6 separate regions of the Mus musculus genome follow, and regions 1, 2, 3, 4 and 6 are each linked to region 5. The links are chromatin contacts, called in public HiChIP or PLAC-seq and promoter capture Hi-C maps. All regions are on one chromosome and are shown on one strand. Each heading gives the region's core, a stretch centred on a gene start, on an enhancer-like site or on the middle of the called end of the contact. The rest is flanking DNA. Distances are from core to core; before and after follow the strand shown.

What was found. Promoter capture Hi-C pulls out the DNA fragments that hold promoters and counts their contacts. HiChIP or PLAC-seq counts read pairs in DNA pulled down with a chosen protein or histone mark.
Region 1: a contact with region 5 is called in a promoter capture Hi-C map of hippocampal neurons, with 2.0 times the contacts expected there. The contact joins the promoter of Tnfrsf11a here to the promoter of Bcl2 in region 5. A contact is called at or near these places in 4 of 39 promoter capture datasets (hippocampal neurons, liver and pre-B cells), 1 of 115 datasets of contacts at active chromatin or transcription factors (memory CD8 T cells) and 1 of 9 other capture datasets (liver).
Region 2: a contact with region 5 is called in an H3K4me3 HiChIP or PLAC-seq map of bone marrow-derived macrophages, with 5 times the contacts expected there. The contact joins the enhancer-like site here to the promoter of Bcl2 in region 5. A contact is called at or near these places in 3 of 39 promoter capture datasets (the C10 cell line, liver and pre-B cells), 2 of 484 Hi-C or Micro-C datasets (embryonic stem cells and pre-B cells), 6 of 115 datasets of contacts at active chromatin or transcription factors (the 230-238 cell line, bone marrow-derived macrophages, fibro-adipogenic progenitors and 2 more) and 3 of 9 other capture datasets (adipose tissue, liver and macrophages).
Region 3: a contact with region 5 is called in a promoter capture Hi-C map of hippocampal neurons, with 2.4 times the contacts expected there. The contact joins the enhancer-like site here to the promoter of Bcl2 in region 5. A contact is called at or near these places in 3 of 39 promoter capture datasets (cranial neural crest, hippocampal neurons and liver), 1 of 115 datasets of contacts at active chromatin or transcription factors (embryonic midbrain) and 1 of 9 other capture datasets (liver).
Region 4: a promoter capture Hi-C map of pre-B cells shows a contact between it and region 5. The contact joins the promoter of Zcchc2 here to the promoter of Bcl2 in region 5. A contact is called at or near these places in 16 of 39 promoter capture datasets (the 3T3-L1 cell line, the C10 cell line, the SN4741 cell line and 9 more), 12 of 484 Hi-C or Micro-C datasets (CD4 T cells, CD8 T cells, the HL-1 cell line and 5 more), 10 of 115 datasets of contacts at active chromatin or transcription factors (the 230-238 cell line, astrocytes, cardiomyocytes and 6 more) and 3 of 9 other capture datasets (adipose tissue, liver and macrophages).
Region 6: an H3K4me3 HiChIP or PLAC-seq map of bone marrow-derived macrophages shows a contact between it and region 5, with 6 times the contacts expected there. The contact joins the enhancer-like site here to the promoter of Bcl2 in region 5. A contact is called at or near these places in 6 of 39 promoter capture datasets (cranial neural crest, embryonic stem cells, frontonasal cranial neural crest and 3 more), 2 of 484 Hi-C or Micro-C datasets (LSK cells and myeloid progenitors) and 7 of 115 datasets of contacts at active chromatin or transcription factors (T-cell acute lymphoblastic leukemia, bone marrow-derived macrophages, embryonic hindbrain and 4 more).

What each region holds. Positions count from the first base shown.
Region 1 is chr1:105,779,283-105,782,375 of GRCm38.p6, reverse strand. It overlaps Tnfrsf11a (tumor necrosis factor receptor superfamily, member 11a, NFKB activator), which reads right to left and starts at 1,653. Exons shown (of 10, transcript NM_009399.3): 1 at 1,547-1,653. The coding sequence starts at 1,624.
Region 2 is chr1:105,970,290-105,973,393 of GRCm38.p6, reverse strand. No RefSeq gene overlaps it. Among named protein-coding and RNA genes, the nearest start is that of Gm7160, 18 kb to the left of the region's middle. Within about 2 kb of position 1,558, at least 173 of the 459 cell types and tissues checked have an H3K27ac peak or open chromatin away from gene starts, as enhancers often do. A contact at or near this core is called in the 230-238 cell line, adipose tissue, bone marrow-derived macrophages and 5 more, where this site is marked.
Region 3 is chr1:106,129,262-106,132,115 of GRCm38.p6, reverse strand. No RefSeq gene overlaps it. Among named protein-coding and RNA genes, the nearest start is that of Gm20753, 41 kb to the left of the region's middle. Within about 2 kb of position 1,460, at least 4 of the 459 cell types and tissues checked have an H3K27ac peak or open chromatin away from gene starts, as enhancers often do. A contact at or near this core is called in hippocampal neurons, where this site is marked.
Region 4 is chr1:105,988,849-105,991,701 of GRCm38.p6, reverse strand. It overlaps Zcchc2 (zinc finger, CCHC domain containing 2), which reads right to left and starts at 1,296. Exons shown (of 14, transcript NM_001122676.1): 1 at 1-1,296. The coding sequence starts at 912. Gm7160 (predicted gene 7160) reads left to right here and starts at 1,420. Exons shown (of 3, transcript NR_151625.1): 1 at 1,420-1,530; 2 at 2,599-2,683.
Region 5 is chr1:106,712,970-106,716,117 of GRCm38.p6, reverse strand. Bcl2 (B cell leukemia/lymphoma 2) reads left to right here and starts at 1,828. Exons shown (of 2, transcript NM_009741.5): 1 at 1,828-3,148.
Region 6 is chr1:106,147,605-106,150,842 of GRCm38.p6, reverse strand. No RefSeq gene overlaps it. Among named protein-coding and RNA genes, the nearest start is that of Gm20753, 22 kb to the left of the region's middle. Within about 2 kb of position 1,607, at least 20 of the 459 cell types and tissues checked have an H3K27ac peak or open chromatin away from gene starts, as enhancers often do. A contact at or near this core is called in bone marrow-derived macrophages, pre-B cells and pro-B cells, where this site is marked.

The DNA of each region.
Region 1 (3,093 bases), core at 404-2,903, 930 kb after region 5:
CGGTTTTTTAGTTTTTGTTTTTGTTTTTGTTTTTGTTTTTAAAGGTAGCTCCCTGTCCGACCTGTTGATCACTTCATTAAGCAAGCAACATTTGAAGTGCTTCAAATGGTCGATTCTGTTAGGTCCTCGCGCCTTGCCCTCCCTCACCCACTCTAAGAGACCCAATTTGCTGGCAATGAAGTAGAGCGAGTCTTTTTACTGTGCAGCTCCAATTTTTAAGTACATTTGCACTATTTCTGTCCTGGTGTCAGCTAAGCTGCCTTTCTCTTCTCTCCTTACCTCAAACACAGCCAGGTCACCTAGGGCAGTGACATTCACAGAAGCCAAAGACTGTTTTAACAGGAGAAAGGAGAATCTAAAACTGCTGAGCCAAGAAACCTCGCTGACATTTTCCCTTCCCGCAGAGGAACCCCCAAGCGCACATGATGTTTAGCAGGCTTCCCTTCATTGAACAGCTCAGTCTACCCGGACAGAAGTGAACATTTGGCTTGGTGCTTGGGGTGGCTGCCACACTGAGTAACACGGTGGTAAAGAAATCACTCCCGGGAACCGCAGTGAGACTCCTCAGTTGCCAGCAGACCAGCAACTGGGATCCAAGCTCTTTATCAAGCACTAGCGACTCCAGAGGGACCCTAACGCGGGATTCAGGGATCTGGGAGCTCTTCCTGCAGGGACTTAGGCTGCAGGGAGGAGATTCTCCACACTGACTTTTGCCTCCTCCTCTAGGCTGCTGATGGTGCCTGAAGAGCTGCCAGAAAAGCCCTGGTCCCCAAGTACTATGCATTCTAGTTACATCCTGTCCATCACCATTGGGCCCAGACCCATCCCAGGTGGAGGCAGGGATTGCAAGGCTTGTTCTTGGCATCAGTAATAGCTCGAGGCACATCACTACCCTAGTTTCTGCCATTGCAAAGACATATTTCATCCTAACATGGTCAAAGGTTTCTAAGCACAAGCAACTCCTGCCGATCCATGAACTGTTTGTGGGGCGGAGGGAGAAAAGGGAACATACGAAAAGGAAAGCTTGTCAGCTTGGCCAAAGAAACTTCCAACTCTCATCCAGGACATCTCTCCTACACTTCTCCGCCTTCGCAGTGGGGCAGATGGAGAGAAAACTAAAATAGGGAAGGGTGTGAAGACCAAGTCAGGGACCCTGCACTCCCAGGGACCCACGCGGATTGAAAGCACGCCCCCAAGGGTAGCAGGTTTTAGGAAGGAATCACTAACCTGGTCTGTACATACAATCTTACTGAGGGTCGCAGAGGTCCGCGTTAGCTACAGATGGGAAGAGCCTACTAGGTGCACCCGGAGAAACAAGGTAGCACCCAAGCTCCGTGCTCCACAGATCCCGTGGCCCAGGTTCCGGCTTCTGCAAACCTCAGCTTTCCAAGCCGCAGCACCCTCCCAGTCGCCGTCCCTTAGATCCACGCACCAGCTGGGGTCTCCATCCGGATACCCCGAGTTTCACCTGGTGCTCGTGAGGCTGGGGCGCGCCAGAGGACCTCGACCCTGGGGGACCACAGGCGACAGCGGTGCGGATCCTTACCTGCAGTGGAACGAGCAGCACGCAGAGCGCCAGCAGCGGCGCGGGCAGCTGGCGGCGCCGCCGGGCGCGCGGGGCCATGGCGCGGTGCGGGCGGGCTGGGCGCGCGGCCTCTGTGGACCGGCGGTCGCCGCCGCCCTCCGCCCGCCTCGTCCCGCCCCGTGCGCCCGGCTCCGCCCGGCACCTGCCCCCGCGCCGCCGACCAGCTCCGCCAGGGGGTGCCCGAGCGTGGGCTGCCGTGACGCGGGACAGAGATGGTTTTGGCATTCCACGAGTGCTTCAGACCCGCGCGGAGTCCTGTCCGAGTGTCCCCAGGCTCTGAGCTCTCTGGGTGCAGCACCTGCGTGCAGGCGCTAGATAGCCCTGCCAAGGTTGTCCTTCGCCTTCAGTGGACCCTGCCTTGTCGCCACTGTGGACCCTGCCTGCACAAGGTGCACCCCTGTTGGGGTTTCCTTAACTGTAACTAAAGAATCTACACAATGTAGTGTCCACGGCTCCCCCAAACCTCCTTTACCCAGCCCTATACTTCCCCTCATTCTGGCCGCCTCCAACAACCGCTTCCTCTTGGCTGTTCTCCGAGTCACCGCACCTGTCTCTGCCCTTCACCCCCTCTGTAACACTCATAGCAAGCTTTCCAGGTAGGTAGAAACTTGCCACCATGCTTAACGAAGCCCTTCACCCGAACCGCTAGGTCACCTACCTTACCTCTTCTAATACAGAACTAGTTTAAAGTCAGGAATAAGCGATCCTGTCGTATTAGTTAAGGGATTCTCATTACTGGCTTCTGGGTTTGTCTTTTTCCAAATTTCAGGTCAGTGTTGGTTACACAATGGTACATACAGCCTTGCCTCTGTGTAGTAACAGTAAGAGGAAGAGCTTTGTCTCCCAGTCAACAGAAACACAGTGTTTTCAATTCCTTGAGTGCCAGAACCGTCTCTGCCAGCTTTCTGACCTCCATGTTAATGGTTTTTCCGTCTAATTCTGAGAAACTATGGAGTTTTCTAACAAGGAAGACTGGATTTGTCTATTATTTCTTTGAATTCTGTCAGTTTTTCTCATCCTTGAAACTCCCTTGAGACATAGCGATTTATGTCTTCTCGGTACATTGACCTTTTATCATCACAACATGCCCTTCTTGATCAACATAAAATTTCACATTCTGGTCTACTTTACATTTATGTGTAGCCATGTCACCTTTCTTATGAATGCTATGTAAGTAGTATATCTGATTCTTTCCCATGCAAGACTGTTTAAAGTGGCAGCATACATTTTAGACTGTTCCTGCCTTCCTATTGGAGCGTGCACATTTAGTGATCGTCACATACGGTGAATTGAAGTCTATTACCTTTCTGATTTTTTCTGTTTGTTGAATCTTTAGTCCACTTTTATTATTGACTTCCTTTGTGTTTCTCTAAAACAATTTTGGAAACAGTATTTTATTTCATGCATTGCAATACAATTTTGTGTTAAATAAAATACTACAGTAGAACTCTTTGATTTAAAATGATATTATTTTTAAAACAGTAAAGTGGGAAAATTTTCAGGTTACA
Region 2 (3,104 bases), core at 309-2,808, 740 kb after region 5:
CGTACACTACTGGGTCCCTCATGTAAAGTAATGACAATAGGTAACAAGAGTTACCTAAAACTGAGATGTGTGTGGGGAGATACAGATTATGGAGGGAAGGGCGAGGCAGAATATAATGTCATTGTATATGAAAGTGTCCTCAGGACGATGGGAAGGTGGCTCGGGAGCTAAAGGCAGCTTCTGTCAAACCCAATGTCCAAGCCCTGGGACCAGCATGGAGGAGGAGAGAACCAACTCCCCCGAGTTACCCTCTGATCTCCACATATACACCGTGGTGCACACAGCATCTTAAAAAAAATTAAAGCCAGCATTTAAAAGATTTTGGTAAGTTTTGTAACCGTGATTGCACCGTGAGGAAATAATCCTAAATCAGCAAAAAGGAAAAGAAAAATCTTCAAATGAATTAATGTTCCAAGATAACCTTTGAGCAAATACATCCACTATAAGAGAATGGCATGTAACTTGAAAAATAGAGCCTGAATTTGTTGGGTTTTTTGGTTGGTTTGTTTTGTTTTAAATATTTATTTATTTTCTTTATTTACATTTCAAATGTTATCCCACTTCCCAGCCCCCCAAACCCCCTCTCTTATCCCCCTCCCCCTGCTTCTATGAGAGTGCTCCTCCACCCACCCACCCACCCACCCACTCCTGCCTCCCCACCCTCGAATTCCCCTGCACTGGGGCATCAAGCCTTCACAGGACCAAGGACTCCTCCCATTGATTCATGACAAGGCCATGCTCTGCTGGATATGGGTCCCTCCATATGCAGCTGGAGCCATGGGTCCCTCCATATGCAGTTGGAGCCATGGGTCCCTCCATCTGTACTCATTGGTTGGTGGCTCCTTCAGTCCTTTCTCTAACTCCTCCATTGGGGACCGTGTGGAGCTTGGATTTCTACAGAGCATCAAGTAACTGTTTGCCAAGAGAAAAAAAAATGAGATTATAGACCCTTCTCCATCTTGTGACCAGAATGTTCCTCAGCCCAGAGAGTTCTCAGCACTTTGTGTAGGTCCCTTAAATTCACTAGCGAGTTGGGAATCCTTGGTGATCCGCTCACTCTGTAGGATTTCCCAGGAGCAAGCCAGTGTGTTCACAAACCGGTACCTAATCTAATAAAGTAAATGGCTTTTCCTTGATCTAAAGTGGATAGACAAGGTACTGAGCTCTCAATATTTTGAAAGCTCCTGCTAGGGAACATCTGCCTTGCAATAACTGGTTTATTTTAATCAGGTTAAAAAGCAGAGAAGAACAATAACATCATATGAGGAAAGGGAAAGGGACTACACTGAGAAACAGAACTGAAACTTAACTAATAAGGACCGGAAAGGAAACCGAAACTCAGCCAACAGCACAATGAAAACAAAATCCCCATCCAGGTAGGAGTTTAAGAACCAGCATTATCAGAAAGGCAAAGTTCCCCAAGTAATAAAGTGTACTGGAAATGAGCCAGCTGTCTGACCGTGTTACTCTTCTGAAAAAGGAGAGATAACATCCTGTGTCAGCCTGACGAAGCACAGGGCACCGAGGCGTCTTGCACTGGGAAGGCTTTAGTTCCTGTCCAACCACCAGCGTTTGGAGTTGGGGAGGGCATGAAAACTGAATCCGTGGGGGCAGCAAGAGAGGATCATGACAGGGGAAGGTTGGGGCAAATCATCTGCCCTGCTCAGCAGGGGCCTCTAGGAGAACAGTGCAAGTTAATAGAGCATAAGCAGCAATTCCGGGATGGGGATCAGGAAACAAGATGAGTTGCACAGGGCACGGGAGCAGGGCACACAAGACATCAGTCTGTTAAGGAAGATTCTAGATCAGCCATTCTCAACCTGTGGGTTCTGACCCACAGGAGTCACCTAAGACCACCAGGAAACACAGACATTTACACTGTGATTCATGACAGCAGCCAAATTAGTTAAGACATGGCAGTGAAAAATAATTTTATGGTTGGGGGTCACCACAATGTGAGGGTCGCAGCATTAGGAAGGTTGAGAACCACTGATTTGTAGAGCTTTGTTTTCCTGGTGTCCTCCAGCCCGTTTGGCTCTTACACTCTTTCTGCCTCCTCCTGCAGTGGGCTTTACTGAGATCTGGAGGTGAGGGATTTGCAGGAGACCTCCCATTTAGAGCTCGGTGTTCCAAGGTTTCAATCTTTGCTCAGTGTTTGCAGAGCCCAGTTTTAAATTGGGTCCTTTGTCTTCTCGGTTCTTTGGGTTTTTTGTTTGTTCATTTGTTTTTGAGTTCTTTTTATATTCTGACTATTAATCATACATATATGTGTATGTATAGATATATAAATATATACACACACATACATAGATATATATCTGGCAAAGATTCTCCCTCAGCCTGTGGGTTACTCTTTACTTGACTGATGGTTTCCTTGGTAGTACAGAAGGCTTTAGTTGTATGAGGACCCACTTGTCAATTGTTGGTCTTAGTTCCTTGGCAAAAGGCTTCCTCGACCGAAGCTCCTTCCCACCTATGTTATGCCTATATTTTCTTTTAGCAGTTCCAGTTTTTTAGGTGTTACATGAGTTCTTTGACCCATTTTAAGACAATTTTTGGTCAGGGTGATAGATACGGCTATTATTTCATTTTTCTACATATGAGCATTCAGTTTTCTCAGCACAATTTGTCGAAGATCATGCCTTTTTTCCAGTGCATATTTTTGTCATCTCTTTCAAATACACATACAGCTGTAGCTATGTGTATCGTGTTTGGGTCTTCTAAACTAATTTATAAAGATCAGTAGCTTTTCTATATACACCAAAATTCTCCGAAAGAGATCATGGAAACATTTCCATTTACAATAGCCCCAAAGAAAATTAAGTAGGAATCAGTTAAACCAACGAAGTAAAAGATGTCTGCAATGAAAACGTTAAGACTCTAAACAAAGAGATTGAGCAAGACACTAGAAAATGGAGCTTCCTTCATACTTATGGGTTGTCTGAGTCTATTATGACAATGGTGAATCTACCAAAATCAATGTACAGATTCAATACAAGCTCTACCCCACCCACCCTAGGCTCCTGCCAACCACAAATTGCTTTTTTTGCTTTCAAGGGTTCATATATCCTTGTTGGACTGTATAAATAGAATCCTACATGCGG
Region 3 (2,854 bases), core at 211-2,710, 580 kb after region 5:
GCTGAGGTTAACAGTGAGTGGTGCCCTGGCACTTATGGGCTCATCCATGCAGCTACTCACTGTGATTCATTTCTACAGGAAAATACTTTCTAATTTTCATTAACAATTTACAACTTGCCAGTAAGTAGTTGAAGAGGAAGCCTCAGTTGAGGAATTGCCCAGATCAGATCCACTTGTGGCCATATCTGTGGGGAACTGGCTTGGTTGTTGATTGGCGTGGAGGAACAGCCCGTTGCTGGTGGTCCTGGGCTCTGTAAGAAACTGCCAGTAAGCAGCATCCTCCATGGTTTCAGCTTCCTCTCCTACTTGAGCTTCTGTCCCGACTTCCCTCAGGGAAGGACTAAACTAAATAAGTCCTTTCCTGCCCAAAGTTGTTTCTGGAGAAAGTATTTTATCACAGCAACAGAGAAGCATCCTAGAGCATGTAGAAATAAGATGAAACTAGAAGCAAAACTATATAAGAAACGGAGGAGACCAACAGGAAGGGAGAAGAGGGGCAGGTAGCTAGGTGTCCATCCTAAATATGTAGAAGATGGCCTCACATAACTCCATATGATGACTAAAATAAATTACAGAGTAGTATATAAATTCAAGTGTTATTGTGTATGGTGCACGTATATGAACAGAAGCTCTAGAGAAAGTTTCCTCAGTTCAAATTCCCACTTTGAACCAATAATCAACTTTCCTCTCCTCTCCCCTCCCCTCCCCTCCCCTCCTCTCCTCTCCTCTCCTCTCCTCCCCTCCCCTCTCCTCCCCTCTCCTCTCCTCTCCTCTCCTTTCCTTTCCTTTCTACCTTCTACTTCCTGCATTTGCTATCAGCCATCAGATTTTACTAACTGATCAGAGATGATGGAAAACAACTTTTACACAACATTGAGACAGGGGATGCTTGACAAATGCCACACACGGTCCAGACTGCAGCCAGATCTCTGGGCACAGTAATCAGCATCTGAATACACAGTGCATAAACCCATCCCCCAACATTTGTGGGTTGTATAATAAACCCTATTGTGAAAATAAAGCCCATAAAACACTTCTAAATTAATTTTGCCTTTTTATTTCTAAGATTAAATAAATATACGATACTTATTGTATAGATTAAAAAGTATACAGTACCTATGCTTGCTCTGCTATGTGCAGCAGAAGATTTTGAATGGCTAGTAATGGTGGTTTAATAATGCCATCAGATGTTTCAAAAAGAAAACCAACTCTGCCCAATAATGACTCTTTGTCTTCATAGAATCTGTGAAATCAATATAAACAAGTACATTTGGTCAAAGATGAAATATCTGACATTATTGCTGGTTCTATTTTTGATTCAGTTTCCACACACTGTTAAAAATAAAATATTTCACAGAAGTAATTTAAATATGATTTTTGGAGGAGCACTGAACTGTGGGAGAAATCGCATACTCTTAATACTGTTAGAAACCCAAATGGTCTTGGCAGGGATGTCTTGATGATACATTCCACATGGCTAATGAAAGTAAAAATAGACAAGTGGGGTGATGTCAAACACAGGAGCTGCTGAAGTATAAGAGAAGCGAGAGGGAAAAGATGGCATAGAGTGGGAGGCAATATTCGCAAGGTGTATGCCCGAAGTATCAGAGATGTCCAAGTGTGTACAGAGGTCTTTGGGGCAGGTGAGAGGGTTCAGTGGGTAAAAGCACTGGATGCTTGTCATTCCCAGCCTGATGGCCTGACCTGGATTCCAGGACATTATGCAGATGTGGAAAGGAAAGAACTGCCTCGATAGAGTTGATCTCTGACCTTCCACATGCATGCCATGACATATGTGCTCCCGTATGTGATGTGTACACACGCGTGCACATACACATACAATAAAAGAACTCCTATGATTCAATACCATAAATAACCAAATAAGTAGCACAATTATAAATTGATCAGAGTACACCACACACACACACAACGCGCGCATGCGCGCGCGCACACACACACACACTTTTAAAAAATATAAATTTCAGTTTAAAGGAGAGAAGTTCTAAAAGTTGTCGTCCTGCCACCATATGTGCCATGGCACTCGTGTGCACCCCAGCCCAGAAAATAAGTCAACAAGTAAAAATGTGACAAAGCAATCAAATACACAGTTCTCACAGGACAGGAGGCATATCAATGGACATCAGGCCTATGCAGTATACTAGTACATGGATGATTCCTGAGGACATTGTGCTGAGTGAGCTAAGCTGACTCAGAGGAGGGCATGACTTAACAAAGTGGGACATCTAAGTCAGTCACACGCACAGAAGTAGAAAATAAAATGATGTCTACTTCAGGCTGAGAGAGGACTAAAAAATGAGGTACTGATTGATAGTCAAAGAAGTTGACAGTCACAGAAGATAAAAATGACTTCCATATATTCACCAACAGTGTGTATATATTTAGCAATACTGAACCAAATGCTTACAACTGGTTATGAGTTTCAGTTTGTGCCATGTGGTTAATAGAGTGGGGGTGAGGGTTGAGAAAGGGTGTCATCTAGCTCAGGCTGGCTCATACATAGCTAATGCTAGTGTTTAGCTCAGGCTGGCTCATACATAGCTAATGCTAGTGTTTAACTCAGGCTGGCTCATACATAGCTAATGCTAATGTTTAGCTCAGGCTGGCTCATACATAGCTAATGCTAGTGTTTAGCTCAGGCTGGCTCATACATAGCTAATGCTAGTGTTTAGCTCAGGCTGGCTCATACATAGCTAATGCTAGTGTTTAGCTCAGGCTGGCTCATACATAGCTAATGCTAGTGTTTAGCTCAGACTGGCTCATACATAGCTAATGCTAGTGTTTAGCTCAATCATGCCTCTGCTTTGTTAGGTTTATTTTTTAACCAGATTTTTTT
Region 4 (2,853 bases), core at 47-2,546, 720 kb after region 5:
CCTGGAGCCCGCAAAGTTGCTGGGCTCCACCTCCGCGTCCTCCGGCTCCACCCGGAGTGCGCTGCGGAGCCTCTCCAGGTGCTCCCTCAGGGTGACCCGCTGGTGGAAGGAGAAAGCCGGGTGCAGCGAAGCCATGGTGAACAGCAGCAGCAGTTCCTCTTGGGCCCTGAAGCCGAGCCCGCCTCCAGTCCCGAGCTTGGCGCAGCCACTGCCTTCCGGGCCGGGGCCGTCCTTCTCCGCGTCCTGCTCGCCATCGCCACTCGGCTCGTCCTCCACGCTGCCCCGCGAGCCCTCGGCTCGAGTCGCGCGCAGGCTTCTGAGCACCGCGTCCACCTGGGGCAGGAGGCGGTGCAGGCGGCCAGCGGCCTCTCTGTTCTCCGAGCCCAGCAGCGCTAGGTATACGATGAGGCGCGAGCGCACGGCGGGCTCTCGGAAATCGGCCAGCGACCCTGGGTCCGAGAGGCCGTTGGCCTTCGCCTCCGAGTCGCGCAGGTAGTGGTAGTCCTTGCGCGCCAAGTCCTCCAGGCACGAGCCGAGAAAGCGCAGCTCCAGCGGGTTGCACAGGTCCAGCAGCCCGCACATGAACTCAAGGCGCTGCGCCGAGCCCAGCACCAGCCCGAACCACTCATACACCCGCTCCTGTTCGCGCAGCGCCGCCGCGTGCCCGCCGCCGCCCGGCATGCCCGCGCCCGCCGTCGGCCCGCTAGCAACAGGCGGCTCGAGCCCCCGGGGCGGCGACGGCGGCGGCGGGGGTCCCCGCGGCAGGCCCGTGGGCGGCGGCGGCGGGCGGCAGTCGCGGCGGCGGCGCAGCGGAGCCTTTGCGCCCGGCCGCGCGTCCGCCTCGGGCTCCTCCGCGTCGGGCGGCGGCTCGCTGGGGTGCGTCGACTTCGGTGGCAGCTTCATCCTCAGCATCCTCAGCTAAGGCGGTGCGGACATGCGAGCGAGGGAGCGGGGGCGGCGGGAGGAGCCGAGCGCCCGGGCGGCGGCACGGCCGTCAAGAACGTTGCCCCTCCATGCCGCCGGGGCGGGCCGGGGGCGGGTCTCGCCGACCGGGGACGGGGGGCGGTGGCCGGCCGGCAGCTTCGTCCCGGCGGGAGGCGGGGCGTGACCGCGACGGCTCCTCCCCTGGGCTCTGTGCCCGCTGGGGAGTCCGGTGCGGGAGGAGCAAGTCGACGAGCGCGTCCTCCTTCCGCCTTTCCGCGTCCGCACGGGGCTGGCGGTGACGGCCTGAGCCGTTCCCTCTCGAGCCGGCGCTGGCAGAGCGGCTTGGCGAGGAGGAGGAGGAGCAGCGGGGCTGGGCGGAGACGCTGGCGGGCTCCGCGCACCGCACTCCAGCCAATCAACGTTTAGATCTGGCGTGACGCGAGCTTCTCGTTTGCCCCCCCCTCCCCGCCGGGAGCCGCCCTCTCTGAGAAGCCACGCCCACCTCCTGCTATGCTGCAAGGCTCTGGCACATCCCGCGCGGTCCTAATGCTTGATGGGTTCCAGCAGACTGAGGACGTGGGTTTGGGACTTTCGGACCACGGCGAGGTGAGCTTGGCCCGGAGCGGCAGAAGTGGGCGAGGTTCGCGTGGGAGGAGGGACATCGACTTAGTTTTTCTTGAGAGATCTGACCGTGCCGTGGCTGCAGACCATCTTCGCGTCAGCCACCGCCCTGGATCACGCCAAGTGGGTTCCCAGCCCCTGCCGCCTCGTGAACTCCGCCAAAGTCAGCCACGGGAGATTACCATATTCTAAAACTTCACCTGGACCGTTGGTGTGAACGCTGGGACGAAGATCCAGGAGTTAGGTCGGGATGTAGAGTGGTTTTGGGCGGCGAGCGCCCTTGCTCAGGCTGGCTGCAAGGTGCTGCTTTGGGCCGGGTATCCGGCTGAGGGGACCCTGTTGCTGGGGGTGCTTGGCCTAATGGTTGCATCTGGCTTGCAAGGTTAAGTTTAAGGACGCCCTCCTGCCCCAAATCTATGGTTTGCGCAATCACTTATTGCCTACGTTTTAGTTCCTATCCGTGAACATTTGGAATTCTTGAGCTGGTGTGAATTTCCTGTAACTCTTTTAAACAATTTAATAAGTTACTGTCTTGTCAGGGTTTTAAGTTTTTAAGCGATATTACATTTTTAAGTTTTGTAGACACCGCCCTCCCTATGACTCTTTCAGTGATATGTATAGCCCAACCATAAAAATCAATTTAAAAACCAAACCAACCCAAGGGGCCATGATTGCTCTCAGAGCCATCAGGACCATCCTGTCTCATTTGTGCTGGAGCCTGACTGCCGGTCAAGAGTTCTTGGCATGCTGTTTGTCAGTCCATGATTGTAAATAAATATAAATCTTGTGCCCAGGGGCGGGGGAAACAGGATTATTATTATTATTATTATTATTATTATTATTATTATTATTTGAGGGTCCATAATAGTAGTTTCTTTGTGTGTTTGCTTTTTAAAATTTCCGACAGTTTTAAATAAAGAACTTATACCACATAACCAAAGTAGGAGCGTGAGAAAATTAAAAGCCACACTAACCCTCGTTGAGAGTGTTGGGACATCTACAGAGTGTATAGAATCGCCTTTATCTCACAAACTCTGCGGCTTTATCATTTAGGATAAGACTGAATTGAACCCTAAATCAGCTTCCGTGATAAAACCGAGAGATGGAGAATTACTCAGCACATTTTATATTGATAAAAGTAAGTGAAAGCTATTCTGACATGTAGTTTTCTCTTTCGTGTGCTTCTTGGGTATAGCTTAAACGAAGTAAGCCTCAGCTACTATCCTCGAGTCTACTGTTCCTGCCTGATCACTTAGGCACATTTCTGAAGCTTAGGATGAAATGTTTTAAGCAGAATAGTGAGGAGCC
Region 5 (3,148 bases), core at 579-3,078:
CCATTACAGATGGCTGTGAGCCACTATGTGGTTGCTGACACTTGAACTCAGGACCTTCGGAAGAACAGTCGGTGTTCTTAACCGCTGAGCCATCTCACCAACCACGAGTTTTCATTAGTATTTTAATTTGTAATTAATATCCTGGAGACTGTTGGGAGTTGCCACTCTTCACCCAAGGGTAGCATATTGGTACTACTCACTACTTAGGAGTCAATATATGTCTCAGTAATCTCTCTGGCTGCTGAGAGCTGATAACATAGTTATCACATAGCACAGTTTTTCTTGGTGTTTTATGTATCTATCTCTCAGCTTGATTGTTTCTGTCTGGGTTCATACAAGTGACAGTGGCACTGTGTGTCTGTGGGTACATAGACACATTATCTGTATGGCTGCATCTTCTGAAGCCGTCTCAGGTTGCATGCTGGTCAGAGCTGAGGATATCCAAAACCGTACCTATGCCGTGTTAGGGTCATGGCCTTGAAAGGTGGCAGGTATCACTCCCTGAGGTCCAGCCCCAGCCCAGTGCTGGGAGCGTTAGGAGCAGAGGAAAAACTGTCCCTGAAACTCAAACTTCTGCTGTTCTCTTCTCCTCTCTTCACTGGCCCACTGCGAGTTAGGTCTGGCCTTGGTCACCAAGTTGGGTATGCCTGGATAGAGGCTAAAAGCGCCTGGGTGCTCATGTGGTATCTGCTTGGACACCTCCAAAGTAACTCCGCATACCACTTTGACTATTCTTTAACAAGCCAAGAGCATCAGCGACTGCCATCAGTCTGCCACTGTCTGACTAAGAAGAGATGAGGAAAGACCAGCCTCTGAGGCACATCCCTTGCTGGTTGTGGACATCACATCATGCTCTTCAGAGCAGAGGAGTACTCAGACCTGTTCTAAGTTACACAGCTTGTGGTGTCTGGACAAAAGGGCCTAGAAACAAGCATGCTAACGTTGTTATTCTAAGTATTTTCATTTGTAATTAATATCCTGGAGACTGTGTTGGGAGTTGCCTCTCTTCACCCAAGGGTAGCATATTGGTACTACTCACTACTTAGGAGTCAATATATGTCTCGGTAATCTCTCTGGCTGCTGAGAGCTGATAACATAGTGTTTGGGGGTTCACATGGTTAGCTGAGGGTCTGTTTGATTTTATACACTATATGTGGTTGTATACACTACACTGTTTAAAGGGTCCACATGATTGTAGATACACTGCACTACACACACACACACACACAGAGCGACTGTGTACACACTTTATGTGTGGTTAGAAAGGGTCCATTGGATTGTGCACATTCCATGCACGCGGTTAGAAAGGGTCCATGTGACCTGCACATGCTACATAGAAAAAGTCCATGCGGTCGTGCACACTGTACACGTTGAAAAAGATCCATGCAATTGTGCCCATCCTGTTAGAAAAGATCCAGGTGCCTCGCCACAGCCTGGCCCTGGCTATAGGCACGTCCAGCCAGCAGCCAGCCCCGCAGGCCCGAGGAGGCCCCTCACACGCCCACTGAGCCACTGCCGCCCGGGAGGCCCGCGCCACCCACGGTCCGGGGCCCAGCGTAGCCCGCGGGTGGCCGCCACCCAGGCCAGCGGCCGCGGCCGGGCGCGCGCTCCCCGGGGCGGCCGCGGCGCCTTTAACCCGGGCGGCTGGCGGGCGGCGGGAGGAGGCGGCGGGCGGGCGCTCAGAGGAGGGCTTTCTTTCTTCTTTTTTTTGAATGAACGGTGACGTACGTACAGGAAACCAGGCGCTCCGGCGGAGAATGAAGTAAGAGGCCGGGCCCCCCGCCCCGCGCCCGCCCCCTTCCTCCCCGGCCCGTCCTCCCGCCCCGCGTCCGGGTCCCCGCCGAGCCGCCGCCGCCAACACCGAGGTGCCCAGGCCCTCCCCAGCCGCAGCCGTCACCGTGGAACGGGCTGCGCGGCGCAAGCACGAGGAGGCGGCCGCCAGCGCCGCCCGCAGCGGAGGAGGAGAAAGGGTGCGCAGCCCGGAGGCGGGGTGCGCCGGTGGGGTGCAGCGGAAGAGGGGACCAGGGGGGGACTTCGTAGCAGTCATCCTTTTTAGGAAAAAGAGGGGGGGCAAACCCTCCCCCACCACCTCCTTCTCCCGCAGCGCACCACACACAGTGCGCGGGCTGCTCCTTGGGCACCCGCGGCCCCAGCGCGTCCGTGCCTGCATTTAGCAAGCTGCTTTTTTTCCCGTTTCGGAAAGCGCGTTGGCCCTTCGGAGTTTAATCAGAAGAGGATTCCGGTCCCGGTCCCCCAGCTCCTCCATCGTCCCCTTGGCGTGTCTCTCTGCCCTGGAGGTCTGAAGCGGTCCGGTGGATACGGATCCATGCCTGCGCTCCAGCGTGTGTGTGCAAGTGTAAATTGCCGAGAAGAAGGGAGAATCACAGGACTTCTGCAAATGCTGGACTGAAAAATTGTAATTCATCTGCCGCCGCCGCCGCTGCCTTTTTGCCCCGCTGCGGTGCTCTTGAGATCTCTGGTTGGGATTCCTACGGATTGACATTCTCAGTGAAGCCGGAGTGTGAGGACCCAATCTGGAAACCCTCCTGATTTTTCCTCCACCTAGCCCCCAGACCCCAACTCCCGATTCATTGCAAGTTGTAAAGAAGCTTATACAAGGAGACTTCTGAAGATCGATGGTGTGGTTGCCTTATGTATTTGTTTGGGTTTTACCAAAAAAGGGTAAACTTGACAGAAGATCATGCCGTCCTTAGAAAATACAGTAAGTTCTTTGCACAGGAATTTTGTTTAATATAACTTTCCATGGACGCGTTTGAAATATTTTTTTACTTCAAGTGCATTCAAGCAAATTTCATTTCCAGACAGTTTAATGCATTTTTAAACGTGTAACTTGTAGCGGATATACCTTTCTTACCCTAAATATATAAAGGAAAACACACCTGATTTTAACTTCCTAGGTCGTCCCGCCTCTTCACCTTTCAGCATTGCGGAGGAAGTAGACTGATATTAACAAAGCTTAATAAATAATGTACCTCATGAAATAAAAAGCAGAAAGGAATTTGAATAAAAATTTCCTGCATCTCATGCCAACGGGGAAACACCAGAATCAAGTGTTCGGTGTAACTAAAGACACCCCTTCATCCAAGAATGCAAAGCACATCCAATAAAAGAGCTGGATTATAACTAT
Region 6 (3,238 bases), core at 358-2,857, 570 kb after region 5:
AGCTCCACACACATGCATGCTTACCTATTCAGATGCCTCAAAATACCAAGCGGCATTTCATCTCAGCAGGAATTCCCGGAAGTTGGAAGCTGCTCTCAAAGGAATTAAGACATGCCTGGACCAGAGGTCTTAACCTAATATTGTCCATTCTTCCCACATTCCCTGGAATGATGCTGAGGACACACAGGTATAAAGGGGAGGCTCAGGCAGGGGAGGGCTGTGTATTTAATCATGCCCTATCCACGTTACGAGGACACATACTATGAGAACAGATGTACTACACAAACAGATCTGCTTGGGAGACCAGGAAACCTCGGCATGGATGCTTTTCTTTTACCTTATCTTGGCTACAATCAACTCGAATAACAACCTCATTTTGAAATTATTGAATTAAGGAAATACACTTTTTCTATTTGTATTTCTATGAGTGCGTGTGAGTGTGCATGTGGCATATGTGTGTGTGAATATGCACATATCTGTGTGTGTGCATGTGGGGATCTGAGACTGGTGATGGGCATATTGTTTTCTCTTAGCCATTAGGCATGTCTCTCAGTCAAACCCAGAGCTCCCCAATAACTAGTTGCGCTAGCAAGCTTGTTCTGGGGTTCCCCTGTCACCTTCTTCTGGATCTGGGATTACTGGTTGACACACAATTGACCTTTATGTCCTCAGATTTGTAAGCCAAGTACCTAGCCACTGAACCATCTCCCCAACTCCAAGAAATATGTATTTGAGGAAATCACAGTCTGCTTTCCAATCACTCCCAAGCCAACCCAGAGAGTTGGCTCAGGGAACCGGGTGGTGGGAATAGCGGATGGGGGGGAGGGAAGATCAATTGATCTCTGTTGATAAGACAGTGGTTACAATCAAATGCCCTGATGCCTTCTGCTGCCTGCCTCACAGACCCACCAGAAATGGCAAGGGCCTGGGTATGATATCCATCATATCTCAAGGGTTTTATGCTTGAGAGGAATACCTCATGATGGACTAGAGGTTCTATGGCACAGCAAGATGAATCCTCCAGGAGAGGTGCTTGCTGTCAAGTCTGATAATTTGAGTTCAATTCGTGGGGGAACCACAGGGTAGAAGAAGATAGTAGAATTCTGTCCTTCTTACACTCATGTGCATGAACTCACACAGCCATATATGCAACGGCATGGCTGAGGAGAAGCTCACTTGCAAAGACTTTAAAGGTCCCAAAAACCAGAACACACATCACATGGTCCGATAGAAGCATCAGGAAGAATTGATGCCTGATATATTTTAAGTCTCTGAAATAATTTAAGAAAGGAAGTATTAGTTGTGTTAATCTCTCTCTCTCTCTCTCTCTCTCTCTCTCTGTGTGTGTGTGTGTGTGTGTGTGTGTGTGTGTGGAGGGTCATGTAGCTGAGGCTTGCTTTGAATTATCTTATGTAGCTGAGGCTGGCCCATAACTCACAAGTGCCTGGTTCCCCTGTTTTCTTCAGAAGTCAACTGCTCTATCACAGGACTCTCTTCTATGATACTATTTTACTGCAGTTAAAAAAAGTAATCCCCTCCACCTCAGACTGCATGAAATTAGAGCAAGTGAAAGGGCAGAGAGACCGAGAAGCAGTAATATGCTCCTCTGCGTGACGGCCAGGGTTGTTAAAAGGAAAAGCAAACGTCGTCATACATTTCCCTTTTTAACCACAGCCCAGCAAGTGGTCAAAATCAGTACAGATATAAAAATAGGGCCTCGGCACCCAGTTCTCAATACCATGTATTGCTTTAATGTTTACATAGTCCCTTTTCCCTGGAACAATTTACATAGAAGACTCTTTCCCTCGGTCTCTATGTAAAGAGGTAAAGCAGGCCAAAAAAGCACATAGCCTGCGATCTCAAGCATGGCCACATAATAAAACTGTACCGGCTGTGCGATGAGACTCATTGCTGGAGGGGACTGGACTATTATTAGCACTTGAGGGCAAATATGAGATCTGGCAGCTCCTTCATTAGCCAGCCTCACACATGGTGGGAAAATGGCTCTTCATTTTCTGAAAACTAATCTCAAATACTGAATGTCTATTTTGGCTTGTGGTATACTGGCGACTCAAAAATGTTTAATTATCCATGTGTTTGGAAGAGGTGATATACACATGGAATTTATAATAAAGAAAATGCTAAAGAGTTTACAGGGGAACGCCTGTCTTGACCTCGCTCTCCAGGGAAAGCCTGCTGTCTTTTGTTTTATTCACAAAGATTTCCACGCACAGCCGTCCAAGCTATGCTTCCTTTCATCCTTCCCCGATGCTTGGCTATGCTACCACACTTACACAGATAATGAGCTTCGGTCTATTTAACAGATCAAGGTAGAACCTCCTCAACACACAAAATGCCTTGATTTTTACCTTAACAACACTGTTTCTAAAACTACTGCCTTATACTTTATAATCCATAAAATGTACCCACTTGGGGGACTAAAGGAATAGATCATTGGTTAACCCAAATTCCAATCCCAGCATCCACATGGCGGCTCACAACTCTCTGTAACCCCAGTTCCAGGAGATCTGACACTCTCTGCCAGGCACCAGGCACACACACACACACACACACACACACACACAGTGCACTGACATAATGTAGGCAAAACATTCAGGTACTAAAAAATGATTTTTTTAACTCGAATGCACAATTAAATAACTTTGAAGAACAGAGTTTTGCACTGTGATAATATTCATTGCTCTCCCCAATGTCTTACAAGATCCCACCTAGCTCCTTACTCATTCAAGTTCCCCCCCCTCTCTCTCTCTTACACACAAACACACACACACACGTACACACACACACGTACACACACACACACACACACACACACACACAAACTGAAACCAAAACCTAATAAGACAAAAAAAACAAACAAAACAAGACAAGACAAAAAAAATTTTTAAAAGCCACCAAGTCCGTTTTGTATTGGCCAGCTTATCCCTGGGCATGGAGTGTGTCTGATACACCCAATGGTACTCATTGGAGAAACGAATTGTCCCTCTCCCAGCAGGCACCAGTTGCCAATGGTTTCTCCCTTAGGAGTGGGACTTTGTGTTCACTTGCCATTCTTAGTGTGAAGATTTTGTGTGCTTTGAACCTGTGCGGGTCCTGGGTGTTTTTATATTTTCAACTAAGGTTTTACTCCATAGCCCAAGCTGGCCTCAAACTTGTAGTGATTCTCTTCCCTCAGCCTCCCAAGAGCTTAGATTACAGACATGGGCACCACCTGCCA